2 separate regions of the Bombyx mori genome follow, and region 2 is linked to region 1. Evidence: chromatin contacts called from public Hi-C data. All regions are on one chromosome and are shown on one strand. Each heading gives the region's core, a stretch centred on a gene start, on an enhancer-like site or on the middle of the called end of the contact. The rest is flanking DNA. Distances are from core to core; before and after follow the strand shown.

Evidence for each region. A called contact is a pair of places that touch in the nucleus more often than the background predicts.
Region 2: a contact with region 1 is called in a Hi-C map of midgut, with 3 times the contacts expected there. The contact joins the enhancer-like site here to the promoter of Sap-r in region 1. A contact is called at or near these places in 3 of 7 Hi-C or Micro-C datasets (middle silk gland, midgut and posterior silk gland).

The regions. Positions count from the first base shown.
Region 1 is chr12:4,858,127-4,860,826 of ASM3026992v2, reverse strand. Sap-r (saposin-related) reads left to right here and starts at 1,270. Exons shown (of 23, transcript NM_001043366.1): 1 at 1,270-1,446. The coding sequence starts at 1,392.
Region 2 is chr12:4,978,430-4,981,129 of ASM3026992v2, reverse strand. LOC101738133 (progestin and adipoQ receptor family member 3) reads left to right here. Exons shown (of 7, transcript XM_004929400.5): 5 at 762-950. Among protein-coding and RNA genes, the nearest start is that of LOC134199819, 5.4 kb to the right of the region's middle. Within about 2 kb of position 1,414, at least 1 of the 8 cell types and tissues checked has open chromatin away from gene starts, as enhancers often do.

The DNA of each region.
Region 1 (2,700 bases), core at 21-2,520:
CGGCTCCGGGCGGATTTGTTTTATGCCCACGGAAGACATCGACTTACCGCGACCGTCCGACCGGGGCGTCTTCTTAATTTTATTACTCGACCCGACTCCAATCCCGCAGGAAAACCTTCTAATTGTGTCTCAGAAAAATCAACCTGGGAAATGAATATGCTTTTCTATTTCCTCGTGAATTTTATTCTAGAAGTTTCTTTATTGTTGTATTAAAAGTACCTACCTCTACAATGACTCTACAATGACTACTTTATGGATGTTTTTATGTATTTACTGCTGTTGTAGACAGACGAACATAAACCTTAGCCCAATGACATTTTACAAAAGTTTGCACTACCTATTGCTCTTGCTTCCAAATCATTCGTTCATAATTGGCAATATGTACATACACCTTCACACTAGAACTACCTATGTAATCTTGTATGTAGTTTTTTTATTACAATTTTGTTTCTGCGTTTAGGAAGTCTTGTGAGAATACAATGTTAGGTAAATTCTGAAAATTATTTAAAAAATTACCTACCTATCGGCTCAATGCTCGATTTAGAGCGTTATCGGACTCCGAGTAGACAGACGTACCTACCTACAGGATTTGTAGCCTACCAGTGCATGCTTTTTGCTTTCATTGCCAAAGATTTTTTTTTCATTGTATGACACTTTCATTGGCATGTTTAATGGTAAAATATTGTAGAAACATTAATTGAAACTAATTTCGCTATTTTTTGTTAATCTGGTTGGCACCTTGAGTAACACAGAATACTGTGCCATCTATTGATGAGTAGTAAATTGATTAACAACCGCCATCTATGAATGAATACATACATAACGAGTAGTAAATTGATTAACAACCGCCATCTATGGATGAATAGAATAATTTCAAAACTGTGCAAACAAATACTATTTTCTTTGTAATGAATAATTATCTATTTCCAAAAACAATTTTAATAGAAACCATTAATAGATTATATATATAGTTTATTACAGTTTTAGTAACAGTTTTGATAGAGTATTACATTGCAAACCTAATTAAAAAACCATTAAACGTTTTAATTATGCTAATATCATAGAGTTACTATGTACTTATTAACTCCATGGCTAATATATGTTATGCTAGCAGATAAACATCACATTGACATATGTGACATTGACATTTTATGTCACGCAATGTTGACTTTGACAGCTTTGATTTATTTTTTGCTTGTATTTGTTTTTATGCCACTTGCTGCTTTGCTCGCAGCAAAATTTAGTATTGTGAATTTAGTGACTGACAGCGGTGACTTAACATTTTGATATCAATCGATACGCAATAAAATTAGAACAGAGTTATTTAAATTTTAGTATTTGGAGAGCCAAAATCAAAGCTGGAGTGTTGAACTTAAATTACATTCGCAACGATGACAAACACGTTTGCTGTTTGTCTACTGTCTCTAACGTTCCTTTGTTGTACAAGTAAGTTTTTAATATTTTCTGTCTCATGCTTCAATCATTCTACTTCAAAGACTGTAATTAAGGCTGACCTTGTCGTGCTTAATCCAAATTAAGTAAAATACGTAAAAATACTTGCAATAAAATTAGGAAACCGTTTTTTCGATTTCCTACTACTTACATCATTAAATTTTAATGCAAAAAATACGTTACTCTCACTTTCTGATTTTAGTTAGAAGTAAACTGTTCTTCAAACTGCCTTAAAGGCGTCAAAAAAGAATACATTGATAATTTCTCTTGAATAATACAATTTCCAATGCCTATGTGCTGGTAAAGTGGACACCATAATATAATTTAAACAATAATGAAATGAGGAAATAAACAAGTAATGGGCTATGACCAGATCACAAGCTCCTAACAAAAAAGGTCCATGTTTTGGTCTACTTTAAAATATTTCAAATTACATTAAACTCTGACAGCATCATTTTAAAGGAACTTTAAATGAAGAATCGTCATTGTTGTTTATTGTTGTTTATTCATTGCAATTTTTTAAATTGGATATGTTTCATAGCCTTAAATTTCTAATGGAAGTTCCAAGACAGTAAAAATCCATTTTAGCTATTATTCAGCACTTAGAGAATAAACACATGTAGGCTAGTGTAGTATCATACATAATCTGCTACCCTAGGTTGCATCATATAGCTTTTAACATAGTCCATGCTAAGAAAAACGATTTTTATCAAAATGGTTTTCTTCTTCACTAACACCTTTCATAACTGAGAACTATTTCCCTCAGTCTCAGATCGATACATAAAACTTCTAAAATTTTAATGTTACTATCCTTTTCTCTGGTTCCCTATCTCCTTCCCATAGTTGTCATAAAAGGTAATTACGGGTACCATGGCATCATTCAGCATTCTGTAATTATGACACTGCCATACTGGGATCACCAGCTAGCATACACTAGTGGTAGAGTGTATTGTAAATCTATACATGTAGACAGTAGAAGAAGCAGTCATGTGTACTGATTTGAAGTTATACTATATACTATACAAATAACTTTGACCTCATGTCTCAAGATGTTTGGCCACTATAAACTGACAATCACTTGACACCCGTGATGACCATGACTGCATTTATTCATGTACACAATAAAAATAGAAAATATGATAAAGACAGCAAAAAATTTGCAACTAAACTAAAAATCTATCTCTTGCCACTTCTACCTATTAGTAATAATTAGAACAAAAAAAATGTAATAATATAAATAGTGATGGC
Region 2 (2,700 bases), core at 165-2,664, 120 kb before region 1:
CACACCTGGTGTTAAGTGGTGACTGGAGCGGATAGACATCTACAAAGTAAATGCGCCACCTTGAGATATAAGTTCTAAGGTCTCAGTATAGTTAAAACGGCTGCCCCACCCTTCAAACCGAAACGGATTACTACTTCACGGCAGAAATAGGCGGGGTGGTGCTACCTACCCTTGCAGACTCACAAGAGGTCCTACCACCAGTAAAACGTCTCAAAGATCGATTTAAATACAATAAATTTACAATAAATTCACTTTGGCTTAATGCAGGACGTCAGGATAAAAATATGATTATTTTTATTTTCTTTACAACAGTGTTTTTTTTTTCAAACTATATTTAATTATTTTTAATGCGCTATGTGTGTGCATCCTTGGATTATGTGGTTACAGAAACCCATTGACATACATTTATGTATGTCATAATGCGATTACATTATAGCGTAAAATCTTAATTATTTTTTGAATTACTCATAATCACTACATAGTATAAAACAAAGTTGCTTTCTCTGTCCCTATATCCTTATATATGCTTAAATCTTTAAAACTACGCAACGGATTTTGATGCGGTTTTTTTTAATAGATAGAGTGATTGAAGAGGAAGGTTTATATGTATAATAACATCCATTAAATAGTGGAGAAATCAATAATAAATTACAGTTTCCGAAGCGAAGCGAGAGCGGGTCGCTAGTATCATATAAAACACATCAGACTAATAAAGGTTACAGATACAAAGAGATAATTGTTATTCTTTTCTTTTCTTACAGGAACTAAGAGCGTTCTACATGACTTCAGTAACATTGATCTTCATTATAGCGATGGCCCTTCAAATGCCACGTTTCAATGTTCCTTATTTAGTCAAAATGTGCGTTTTCATCGGGTGGGCGGCGTACGGAGTCCTACCGACCCTCCATTGGACCTACGCAATGGGAGGCTTCGACAACCCTATGGTTCAGGTCAGTAGCAGCAACCGTACCTAATTAGTTAGTACGGTCATAGGCAGCGCTGATTGAGAAGGCGGCACGACATGAGAACCCTCTTGTCGTGGCCGCTGGAAACTACATACCCGATCCTGTAGACCGATTGGTAAACAGTCGACGTCGCCCAAAACACGTCATTACGGATCCTCCCGATCCATTAACGGTGCTTTTAGGCAATAAATTAAGTAAAAATAAAAATAAAAAAAATACCTACGTTGAAACGTTGAAAAAAAGATAATGAAGATTTGTAAAAATAGGAGGCGCTTTATGGGTTTCGCACAAAGTCATTGCCGGGGGATCGGCGCGGCGCTAAGATGAGCGTACGACTCACGTGTCGTCATCGTCGCTGATTTTTAATGTTAAGCCACGTACAGAAATCGCGAGACGTGCGTCGGGAATGGTTTCGTCACGCATGCATCAACCTTAAGCTTACAACGGTACATTCAAGCGTGCGTTCCGAACGATACATGCTCTGATGAATGCTCACTGTGAGCACACACGCCCACACAGCCCGAGGATGCGTAGTGCTTTAAGGGCACAGCCAAGTCTGGTGGTAGGACCTCTTGTGAGTCCGCACGAGTAGGTACCACCACCCTGCCTATTTCTGCCGTCAAGCAGTAATGCGTTTCGGCTTGAAGGGTGGGGCAGCCGTTGTAACTAAACTTGAGACCTTAGAACTTATATCTCAAGGTGGGTGGCGCATTTACGTTGTAGATGTCTATGGGCTCCAGTAACCACTTAACACCAGGTGGGCTGTGAGCTCGTCCACCCATCTCAGCGATAAAAAAAAAGTCCCTATCTATTGCCGAGAGCACTCACTCTTGAAAAAGGACATGTCATAGTGATCTGGAAACACCGCGGAGGGGAGTTCATTCCAGGGCTAGATGCTAATGGAAACGCGTTGTTGATGAACGCGGCAGTTCCAGATAGTACGGATGAACTCTACGGGCAACTCCTCGAGAATCCATTGCGTTCATGTAATTAGGAACATGGATAATAGCTGTCCTACTTTGAAGAGTAGAATACACTAGGCCTCGGATAGAAAGAGGCAGTTGGTACCTAGGCGTGCTGATTCATAATATGTCCTAATTTCATTCTATTTTTAATATATTTCATTATTTTAAAGCTTTGAAATCTGATTGATTTATCCGAATTGTCAGATTTCAAAGAATTCTAGAACATAGGGCTGTGCTTTATTCGTATTTGAAAATAAAAAATAAAAGTGTAGTGCACCTTGGATTAAGTCTCAAAATGTGGAGTTCAGTATTTCCTATGATAATCGACCGGTACGTAGGTACGTGCCTTCAGTTTTTCAAAATTGAATAATACAGGGGCTACAGTGTTTTTTTTTAACTTTTTTTTGGACATTGTAGGCTTCGAGAAAGCTAGTGCAAAAACTGGACCAAGGTGGTCACGACCCTCAGTAATGAGGAAGCGACAAAGAAGAAGAAGAAGAAGGCTTGTAGGTAGACGAGCTTACGGCCACCTGATGGTGAGTGGTTACCGTCGCCCATGGACTTCAACAATGCCAGGGGCAGAGCCAAGCCGCAAGAAAAAATCTGATTAAAAACATTTTTTTGTATCGTATGGCGTTGCGCATTTTCGATGAGCAAGGTCGCGTAAATTATTAAAATAAATGCAAATTTTTTAGGAAATAATGATACTCACTACGTGACCTAGAGTCATGAATGTTATATGAGTCGTCTATTATCAAAGGTGGCAATCT